2 separate regions of the Mus musculus genome follow, and region 1 is linked to region 2. The links are chromatin contacts, called in public Hi-C maps. All regions are on one chromosome and are shown on one strand. The core of a region is the stretch at or near the end of the contact, and the rest is flanking DNA. Distances in the headings are between cores, read along the strand shown. Region 1 overlaps Cdkal1 (CDK5 regulatory subunit associated protein 1-like 1). Region 2 overlaps 2610307P16Rik (RIKEN cDNA 2610307P16 gene).

Evidence for each region. A called contact is a pair of places that touch in the nucleus more often than the background predicts.
Region 1: a contact with region 2 is called in a Hi-C map of the P5424 cell line, with 4 times the contacts expected there. The contact joins two enhancer-like sites. A contact is called at or near these places in 2 of 15 datasets of contacts at CTCF or cohesin (large pre-B cells and pro-B cells), 6 of 484 Hi-C or Micro-C datasets (the AtT-20 cell line, the P5424 cell line, cardiomyocytes and 3 more) and 5 of 115 datasets of contacts at active chromatin or transcription factors (DN3 thymocytes, T-cell acute lymphoblastic leukemia, astrocytes and 2 more).

What each region holds. Positions count from the first base shown.
Region 1 is chr13:29,831,916-29,837,827 of GRCm38.p6, forward strand. The region is part of intron 4 of Cdkal1 (CDK5 regulatory subunit associated protein 1-like 1); the gene reads right to left. Among named protein-coding and RNA genes, the nearest start is that of Cdkal1, 21 kb to the right of the region's middle. Within about 2 kb of position 2,021, at least 8 of the 459 cell types and tissues checked have an H3K27ac peak or open chromatin away from gene starts, as enhancers often do. A contact at or near this core is called in the P5424 cell line, where this site is marked.
Region 2 is chr13:28,509,096-28,514,757 of GRCm38.p6, forward strand. The region is part of intron 7 of 2610307P16Rik (RIKEN cDNA 2610307P16 gene); the gene reads right to left. It also overlaps the pseudogene Gm6081. Among named protein-coding and RNA genes, the nearest start is that of Gm40841, 90 kb to the left of the region's middle. Within about 2 kb of position 3,681, at least 93 of the 459 cell types and tissues checked have an H3K27ac peak or open chromatin away from gene starts, as enhancers often do. A contact at or near this core is called in the P5424 cell line, where this site is marked.

The DNA.
Region 1 (5,912 bases), core at 771-3,270, 1.3 Mb after region 2:
GAAGAAGATTCCAATAGAGCTTCACACTTGACAGTTCTAATCAAGTGCTTCACCTCAGGCAAAGTTACACACTGCGTGGGAAGAGCCATCACCGGGCCTCTCACTTCTGCCATAGTCAACATGATTCATTTGTGAGAATTAAAAACCTGAGAAAAGATGAGGAAGCTCACTGACTACCAACCATTTTTGGAACAAGACCCCCATATCCTCTGACACCTAATCCCACATTTCTCATCTGACTCACTGACTACCCAAAGAAGCCATCAGAGTTTGCCTCACTTCCTAATGCACACTCACCACAGACAAAGATACACAGGAGTGAAACACATACAACTAAAAGACATCTAAATACGTCCAAACCGATTAAATACGTGTCTGATTCAAATTTCATTAGTATTGCGAGTACATGTAAAGTACTGGAATTTAAAACATCATAGATGGGAAGTTTCTTCATTAAAGCATAATAGCTAATGCCTGGCAGTCATTTACTAGTCATTACAGCAACCATCCTCAACATGAAGAATCACAGGTCTAGAGAAGCCGGCGTCATTGTTATGACAGCATTCCCCAGGTTTTATCAGTGTCTAAATTTATCAGCATCCTTAAGAGTAATAGTTAATCAAAGGCTAGAGAAGAAACAGTTTTAAGACAGAACTAAAGTAGTTACTGTCCCTACCATATAAAAGGCTAAATATAAGGAGGAAATACCCTAAGTATATTTTCTATAATAAAGATAAAAATATTCTGTTGACAAAATAAAAAATTGTATATAAGGTCTATAAATTTCCCCTATGGAATTTTCACTGTAACAGATCTAAATATTTAAACTTTGATCAGATTTGCCCTTTCTCTACATAAAGTCCTCAATTTCTCCACCATATATTGTGCAATATTTAAGTACATGACTCTCCAGTTAAGGAATAGAAACATAGGTATAATCAAGGTGCTAGCTTCTTTAGAACTGCCTGTGATACCTACTTTTCTGTCTTGTGATACTTTCTCACTGACATTAAAATAATATCAAAAGATGTTCATAAGCCTTTGCTTAATACAGCCAATGACCCGACTCCCTTTCTTAATTATGAGCTGGCGGTAGTAAGAGTACTTACTATTTGCAATGAATGTTCAGACATAACTGTCTTATTAAAATTATGTCTATCTTATAATTTCTTCCATTACTAATGCATGCTTAAAGAAATTGATTCTGAGATACATTTTTCTTGTCCTCTGCCAGGCCTTGACACAGACTAGTATAAATGGTAGTGGGCACTAACAAGCAGATTCAAGCAACAGGGATGATGGAAATTAAAAAGCTAGAACATATTAACATATCTATGCCACACAGAAGGGTCACGAGGTAAGACCATCAGCATAAATTAACACATTATTATGAGACAGCTACAGAAGCAAGCCAGGCAAGAATCTGCACAGCACATCTTTTAATCACAACAAATATATAATGTTGTTTGATTGGATTACTTGAGGAAATGTTGCCAGTCTACTACCACCTTTGATAACTTCCACTCCTACCCTGAGATACAAACTTGAATCCAGACAGCCTGGGCATAGGGCTTGAGATGGGTGGAAGAAATTTGTAAACACATGTTTTAAACATTAGCTGATATTGTCCATTTGTCTAGGAATAAAGGTTTAAAAAAAAAAAAAACAGTGCATTTTGTTGTTGTTGTTTTCTATTTTCCCTACAAGAGTCATGCAGGAACTACCCTTTGTTATCTACCAAGTCCACAGAGTTTCCCATCTCCAAGAAGAGAGGAATGAGCTAGAGTCACCCTAAGGACAGCACTGCTCATGCAGCAGGCAGGCAGGCAGTCCCAAGCAAGTCCTCCAAAGCAGCCACCTCAGAATGCAACCCCTTAACTTCTCAGACTGTTCTCCACTCACAAGGCCACTGTCAAATCCTAGAGAACGTCGAGATGGCTGTCAGTCAGTGCCCACTGGAGCTGCTGCTGAGGAACCAACCTCTCCCTTAACCGCGCACTGCTAAGCAATTCAGGCACATCACATGTGCATCACATTACTGGCATCAACAGAGGCGGCAAGAAGAGTGAAGATTCACAGGGACTGTACATCTGTCACCATGAGCATAAAAACAAACGTCTCGCTGCAGAGGCGTTGTCACTCCTGAAACTACACACAGGTGGTGAGTGAGACTGTCCTGTCAGGGAGGTAAGAATGGGGTCTAATGGAATAAGGTGCAAAAATCTTCATTTTTAAGGCATACTAACCTTTTTGTAAAAAAGTAATTTGGGGAGAAATACATAAAAGCTGAAACATAAAATTGATGCAGATTCAAAACAATTTCCCCACTCCAATAAAGGGCAGTAAAGGACAACCCGAAAGGTCCTGTACTTCTGACCTTGGTCCCAAAACAAGGGCCACTCATCTCACAAAAAAGCTGGATAAGTAGTCTGTGCTTTCTTACTTCCAGTAAAAATCCCTGGCAAGTGTACAAGCGGGAAACAGCCACAGATACCTTTGACTGGACATAAGACCGTCCTACTTGTACCATCACACTTGGGTCACCTTTGAGTATCTGCGGCTGGCGAAACGGCTCAGCATTTAAAAGCATACACTGCTCTTGCAGGGAACCTGGGCTGGGGTCCCAGCATTCACATCAGGCAGGTTCATAACTCCAGCTCCAGGGTATCTGATGCCTTTGACATCTGCAGTCACCAGCACACATGTTGTGCACAGACTGACACGATACACACACTCACATGTGCATACACCTACACACAATTAAATATAAAATAAATCTTTTTTCAAGATGACTTCGGAAGGGGTTCAACTGCATGATGATGGATACAAACACATGCTGCTGTTGAAAGCAGCCTGCCATCAAGCCAGAGGCACATTATCTAATTTTGTATTTCTCACCTAGAAAAGCTATTCATAGACCCTAGATTCTCCTTCTATCACATTACAGCCAGAGGACACAGAAACAGTGAAAGGTTTTACTAAATTTTCAAAAGTCCTGTTAATATAAAATGACTTTCCAAAATGGATAAGCCAGAGTGGTGTGACCTGAAAGCCACACAAATTGTTTATTTATGCCTGCTATGTTTTAATCACTGGACTGGTTTAGAGACTTCAAAAAATTAATGGTTTTGGCTATACAACAGCAACTATGTCTCCTATGAAACATTAGCTGTCACATTAAGACAAGGTTTTATCATTAATTATATTGGATTATATAGTTTATATCTACAACATGATTGTTAAATAACCAAATTTCCAAACCATTTCAAAATAAAAATGAAATCAGGTCCCAGCAAGCCTTACATGAATTAAGGATCCATTTACAAAACAGAAAATTAAATGTAAAAAATATAACCTCAATTTAAGACATTTGCAGATAAGACATCCAACACTTTTTTTTCCCATCCAAAAAAAAAAAAAAAAAAAAAAGCAAATGAAAATGCTAACGCAGGTCAATAGTGCCATCTTTTGGGTTGCTCTGTAATTGCACGAAGGCGTCCAGAAACACCTTGAATGCATACGAGGAAGGCACAGCAGATGAGGCAAGTCAAGCTATCAGTCTTTAACTTACATAACTTACATTCAATCAATGTATTAACTACACACTCTTTTTTTTTTTTTTTAGATTTATTTATTGGTTATATGTAAGTACACTGTAGCTGACTTCAGACACTCCAGAAGAGGGAGTCAGATCTCGTTACGGATAGTTGTGAGCCACCATGTGGTTGCTGGGATTTGAACTTTGGACCTTCGGAAGAGCAGTCGGGTGCTCTTACCCACTGAGCCATCTCACCAGCCCCTTAACTACACACTCTTACATGTATTGTCGAACCTCATGTTTGTGTTTACTGAAGTTCCACTGGGTTGAACCCCTCTCTTCAAAGAGCTGAGAAAGCTTTATTGACTGAGTTCTAAAACACCTCTGAGCCAGTCACTGCTGGGTCACAATACTAGTTTTCAAATTCCAACACTAATTCATTACAATTATATAACCATATAGTCATAATTGTTATAAGTAATGCACACATTTCTATACACAATTTTGAAAAAATAATTTTATTCCTTTTACAATGTTTTTATCATACATGTGCCAAAAAAATGTTTTTATTATTAATTAAATTATTACATGACTATATAAACATTAACTGCATTCATAAAGGTATTTACATTTCAAAAATATTAAAGCATGTATTCAAAACAATATTTATGTATGTGACAATGGGGGGGTTCATCACTGAAAACTGCAAAAAGCTTTTTCCTTATTGCGGAGGGGATCTCAGCCTTCATCACTGCAGCCTGCACCTGCCTCACACCTGGCCTAAGTCACAAGAGGCTACAGTGAGCTGTGACGGGTAAGCTTCAAGCTCACCCACTCGAGGATCTGTGCCTTAAACTGATGAGGTCTGTACACCACCTTCACTCTTTTTCAATAATTTCACAAAGTTTTATGAAATCACAACATATTTCTCTAGGACACCCTCAGAGTTCAGGCCTTCATTTCTGTCTGCTAACAATTCAGCTCTCACGTGGAAAGCAGAAGATATGACAGTGGTCTGCCCGTGCCCTTGAATTACTCATTGTCAATTTTACTCAAATTACCATCAGCCAATAGTTCTTCAGAGAATGACTTTTTAAATCACAGCTAAAAGCTATCAAAATGGAGACACCTTATAAGGTTACCAAGACAGCAACAGAAAACAAATTAAACAAAACAAAGCCAGAAGCTGAAGGGTGCGTTGAGTGCTGCTCTGGGGCTGGGGACACAGGGCATCTGCTAAGTGCTGGCCTGCAGCACACAAAGAGCCGGGCCAGACCCAGCATTGCTGGAACTGGGATACAGGAGAAGCTATCTTACACTGGACACTGCTCTTCTATGAAAGCAAATCATAACAACGATTGTTAAATACCTCAGAAACATCTTCAGTCCAATGGCAAGCCTTGTCACTAGAAACAGACATGGATGGAGAGACTTAGAGACCACTAAATGAAAGCCTAACTGTCGGAAGGCTGTGGCTCCCCACAGCTCGCCTTCACTCCTCAGGGGCCGGTGTGCGCCCGCCAGGTCTTCTCTAGAGATAATCGCCTTCCCTATTTCTGAGTGGTAGGTGAAAATTCCATTCTGAAGGCCCTTAGATTTATTTCTCTGTTTTATTCCCTGAGAAATAAAAAGGGGGGGAATGAGAAAATGCCATTCTTCTCCCCACCTTCTACTATACCCTTTACCACCATTGCAAATAATTCAACTTCTGAACACAAGGAACACGCTAAACCCTACCCTGATGAGCACACAAACCAACAGGAACATATGTAACCGTATTTTATCAAGTTTAAAGGTCCATCGAGATTGCTACAGTCAATTCCAGCCCATTAAACAGAAAGCAATTACTGCTTCCAATTTAATAAGAATGGATTAAACTGGATTTCTGATTCAATACCATTTGTAAAAGTGTCCATGTCAGGAAGAGTGATGGCGTGCGATCTTATCTCAGACATGTCAAGACTAAGCCAAGTGGACCTGACAGCACCTAAATAGGACTCTACTGAAAGCTCCAGACGTTCACATGCATACATACCACTTAGTTCACTGTTACAATAGACTTCTGTGTTAAAGTTGGAAAGCAATTATTAACATTCATCATATTCAAAAGTCAGTTCTACTTGATCACTAACCCACATATAATGCACATTTTAAAAATTCCTATTTTGTGTGTGGTACCCTGTGCAATGGCACTTGTAATTCAAACACACATGGACACTGCTCATGCTAGCTCATTTAATCCTCCACTTCTACCAAAGGCAGTGCTCAGGACTAATCACAGGACTCAGAGGACTAACACGGGACGATCACTGTAAGCTTAAGGCTAGCCTGGGCTATACAGTAAGACTCTGTCAGGGAGAGAGAGGGAAAGAGA
Region 2 (5,662 bases), core at 2,431-4,930:
GTGCTGTTAAACCTTCCTTCTCATGGGCCCAGATTGTTTTCCTATCAATATTGTTAGCCCTGTGCGATAAAACCACACTGATGGTGAATTGATTCAACAATTTGCACAGGAAGAGCACATTTGATGGGCCCTTGGTAGTACCCAGCATCAACACGTAGACAAAAGTCTGCTAAATTTATCAATCAACAGCTAATGACACTGTCTGTTAAAAAGTTATATCAAGAAACAAGAAGAAAGCAAAGAGGAAAGGAGGGGAGGAAGGAAGAAAAAGAGGCTCTTTCTCAAACCTTGATGAATATTCCTAGGTAACACGTAAAGAATATACTGATAATAGATTAATCTCATGTTGGCACGTTTCTGTATTTAGTACCGTTACTAAATGGCTACTATTACATTGCTAGGAATATATAGAGAAAATAACATTAAATAATCTTGCAATAGCAACTTTCAGGTTTACATAGACTCCCAAATGGTTCCTAATACCTACATGTAAACAAATGCATACACACAGGGTGTGCTGGATTCAGGAAAACAGGGCAAAGCTGAAAAGACTGACCAGTGGGTTGAGGTACTTGTGACCGAGCCTGACAACCTGAGTTCCATACCTGGAACCCCACACGGTAGGAGGAGAAAACCAACACCCACAACTTGCCCTCTGGAATCCAAAGAAGTACTCCAAGTATGTATATGCCCACATTCACATAAAACAAATGCACAAATGAATAAATGTAAGAAAAAAACACAGTTACATGAAATTTATTCCATGTTAATACACCATGTGAAACATGGTGTTTCATTATACATTATTGCTAACATACATGTGATCACCCTGGCACCTTTTAGATATTTCTAACAGAAACCCATTAGAAATCACTTCCTGATAAAGCAATTTTATAGTTAAGTCTCTTGCATGTGCTACCACAGGGTTGACACGAATGTGCCTTGGCAGGCATTATGCCTATGCATATACTACAGCTTTTGATTTTATGCATTAGACAATTATCTCCAGATAGAGAGTATGTCTCCCCTAACAGTATATTTTCTCCTGCACACACAATGACCTTGAGTTTGTTCTGTATTCCACAACTTAGCCAGTTTGAGTGTTCAAAGAGTGACTGTGGACATATATTGATACAAATCACATACATCAGAACATGAAGCAGCAGGGGAAAGCAGGTAACGTGACTGACAGCACACACAGGAGCAAACTTTGCAAAAGGCGCAGAATGTACTAAGGGTGCCATTTCCATCCTTCACTTTTTAAAATAATATTTATTTTTATTTTATGTACATTAGTGCTTGACCTGTATGCATGAGGTAGTTCACTCCCCTGGAAGGGGACTTACAGACTTTTGTAAGCTGCCATGTGGGTGCTGGGAATTAAACCTGGCACCTCTGGAAGAGTAGCCAGTCCTCTTAATTGCTGAGCTATCTCTAAAGGCCTATCTTTTTTTCTTATTTAGCATTTATTCATAATCATAAACTTAATTCTGCATTCTAGCTAGATGGGGAAAAAGGAAAATAAGGAACCCCAAGAACTTCAGTGGGAGCAGAGATTTCAGGATACTGAGAGCAGATGGGGTGGGGGCACTCTTCTGAGATATATAGAGAGTGTTATGGTGGGTAAGAAGCCCGCAAGTCCAAAGAATTAGAGTCATCCACAGTCAGAAATAGTGATCTTCTTGCTAGTCTTGTCATTCCTGGACCCAAAATGCTCCACAGTTTCCATGAAGCTCATGCCTTCTTTCACCTTCCCAGAGACCATGTGCTTCCTGTCAGGCCACTCAGTCTTGGCACTGCAGACAGAAAACTGTGAACCATTTGTGTTTGGCCCAGCATTTACCATAAGCAAGATGCCAGAACCTGTATGCTTCAGGATGAAGCTCTCATCCTCAAATTCCTCCCTTTAGATGGACCTGCTGCCAGTGCCTTTATGGCCTGGGAAGTCATCACTCTGGTACATGAATCCTGTAATAATTCGGTGAATGGCAGAACCCTTATATCCAAATCCTATTGCTTCAGTGTTCAGAACAAGAAAGTTCTCTGCTATTTGGAACTTTGTCTGCAAGCAGCTTAAAGAGACGGGGCCCAAGGTCTCACCATCAGCCACGATATGGAAAGACACAGTAGGGATGACTTTGGCTACAGTAAGCAGAGACAGGGACAGCGGTGTCTGCCACAAAAGTCCCAACTTTTACTTTTTATTAAGATGACAGGAGACAAAGTTTGGAGCTGAGACGAAAGGATGGACCATCTAGAGACTGCCGCACCCGGGGATCCATCCCATAATCAGCCTCCAAACGCAGACACCATTGCATACGCCAGCAAGATTTTGCTGAAAGGACCCTGATATAGCTGTCTCCTGTGAAGCTTTGTCAGTGCCTGGCAAATACAAAAGTGGATGCTCACAGTCAGCTATAAGATGGAACACAGGGCCCCCAAGGGAGGAGCTAGAGAAAGTACCCAAGGAGCTAAAGGGGTCTGCAACCCTATAGGTGGAACAACAATATGAATTAACCAGTATCCCCAGAGCTCATGTCTCTAGCTACATATGTAGCAGAAGATGGTCTAGTCGGCCATCATTGGAAAGAGAGGCCCCTTGGTCTTGCAAACTTTATATGCCCCAGTACAGGGGAACACCAGAGCAAAGAAGTGGGAGTGGATGGGTAGGAGAGTGGGGGAGGGTATGGGGGACTTTCGGGGAAATACCTACTAAAAAATTGGGGGGGGGGGATGACAGGAAACTTTTACAGAAATTTCCATGAGCCACTATATTATACCAGGCCGCTGTCACCTGGATTAGACCGGGTCACTGTCACTTGGATCACACATGTGTTTCTTCTACCTTTTTAAAAATCATCTCCACCGTGTCATTGTCTTAGATTCTCACATTCTCTTTATCGCACAACCTGTAGAAGTTTGATTTTTAAACCTGGTTTGAGGTTATATGTGTGTATGCATAGACACCTGTGTATTTAAGTATCACACATAATCTACCCACAAGCATGTATACATATACACATGTGAAGATGGTCACGGGTCATATATGTAAGCACTGGTATGTGCTATGCATGTACAGATGATGGACTTATTTCTGTTTTGTTATACTGAGGAATGAGTCCAGGGTCTCAGGCCAGCTTGGCAAATGTGCTGCCACCGAACAGGCCTCCTAGTCCTCACTAATTTGATTTTTACTTTTTTTCATTTTGAGCCAGGGTCTCTCTCCACTGGTTCCTTAGGCTGGCCTCAATCTTGTGGTCCTCCCACCTCAGGCTACCAAGCACAAACAAACACATTTTTAAACCTTGTATTTGCTTCATTTATCTCAGTAAATCAGTGGTTTGCTTGATGAATAATTTTAAAGGGGTCTTTCCAGAAGGTACCACAGAAAGAAAACAAAGTAATATTTCCTTACAACTTCTGCGTTATAAATTTGAATGAAAGCTGAAATGGCAGAGGAGGCTAACTCAAGGGTAGGGGACCCACTCATTGTGTTTCAGAGGAAGAGCAGACTCGGGGGGAGAGGGGGGCTCTGCAGGGTGCAGCAGCCACAGCCCACACACCATCGTAACTGCCATTTGTGGGCACAGTGCCAGGGCATTGCCATGATCCTGTGTGCCTGCCTCACTCACGCACCTGCTTCAACGGTGTGAGCTCAGCCTGTGGGTTTCCCTTGATTGATGTTGGTATAACTGCTTTACACTCTGCGGGCGAAGGGAAGTGGGCTCTGCTCAAAGCAGTTTGTGGTGCCTCACACTTCCACTTGGTATCACACACAGAAGAGTGGGTTAATGAGAGAGAGAGAGAGACAGAGAGAGAGAGAGAGAGGGAGGGGGGCACATATAGCCTGACAGGCCTCCCCATGCTCTCAGAAGGACTAAGGAACACTGGACCTTAAAATAAAACCAAACAAACGGAGAGGCTTTGAAAACCAGGAAACAAGAAGCCTGTGAAGGAAGCATCTGTTGCTTTCACTCTGAAACAACACCGAAAGTGAAAAACATGTGTGTACACAAACACACACACACACACACACACACACACACACACACACACACACACACCTCCAGTGAGTAGGTCACTGACGTCACTATTTCCAGCTTTGCCTGGAGGCTTTGTTTTTTATTGACTAAACATATTTCATATTTTCCCAAACAACAACAATATTTACGGAATCATTCGGACTCTGAAAGAGAAGAAGTTTCTATTAGAGCACACTGCATGGCCTTTAGCAAACACTAAGGGCAGGCTACAGTAACGCCTCCCTCTCCCCGCATTGTAAGTCATTTTTGACCTTTTCGTAAAGGCCTCTTATTTTGAAAACCAATGTAAGCATCATCAAGAGTAAAGCTACTTGGTAGTCTGCATGGAGACCACTCAAGGAAGCTGGGTGTGCTGTCAAGGTTCCCAGATGACCCTGGAAGCTCCGAGTAGCTTCGATGTCTCCACTGCTCTTGCACTTCCATCTGTTCCTCTACTGAGAGACTTGGGGCCGTAACCATGATTTTAGAGACAGAGAAGAGGAGGAGGAGAGGAGGCAAGACCAATGACAAAGGAAATAAAGCAGAAAATACCTGCATATGCTACTGAAGTAGAAGCCATGGAGGAATGGCTGGGTTCAGCTCGGTGTGGAATGGGTATTTCTGAGTGACAGAAACAAAACGTGATCATGTCAGAGAACCAATCTAGATGACTTCTTAGCCTGAAATGTGCCATCGTGATCCCAACAAAAGGCTTACAAAAGGCTTGCCCTTCTCAAAGCCTCTTTCTTCATGAATTTCCCCTCTTTTATCACTGAGCTCAGAAACAATATGAGGTGGACATAGAAGGTTCTCAAACAATCCCCATAGCCAGATCATGGGGTGCTCAGTTGTAAGGTCCATGGGCCTCTCTCTATTCATTCATAATTTCTTTGGTCCAAAACAATGTTTACTCTCCTCTTCCACCCTACATTGTGAGATTTTTCTCCCATCTTGTTTCAAAAATGTTCATGCTACCTGCAAAGTCTGATTTTGTTTTGAACTCTACACCAGAGCTAATCGCAAGTCACTTTTATCCTTTTTGAGTATTTTTCTCCCACTGGTCTTGGGGTCTGGCCACTGTGCTTTCTATTAGAGAGCATTTCACTGAAACACCAGTACTTTCTATTCACCTTCAAAAGCATAGGAATGAAATGGCTCTGGTATCTTTCACCATCTTGTAACCATGGAATACATTCCACTAAAACACCTATGTCTAAAGGAAACTCATCCTTTCAGGAAGGGTTGGAGAGATGAATGGAGCAGGGTTCAAACCTCAGCACCTACAAGGGAGCTAACAAACTGTTGATAACTCCAGTCCCAGAGGAACCAATGCCACCTTCTGGCCTCTGCAGGCACTGCATATTTAAGGTACATAAATATAGGCACATAAACATAAAAAGAAATAAAATCTTAAAAAATTAAAATAGGAGGAATCACCTTTCTCTCTTTCTCTGTCCTCTCTGTCTCCATCTCCCTTTCCTTCCTCATCTTTCTCCAGGGTATCATGTAGCCAGGCTGGCTTTCAATTTCCTCCATAGCAAAGAACTCCCTTGAACTTCTGATCCTGCTGCCTCTGGCTCTGGTATGCTGGCCATCATGCGTACTCTAGAACCTGCTGGGCTTAAAACCAAGGTCTTCGG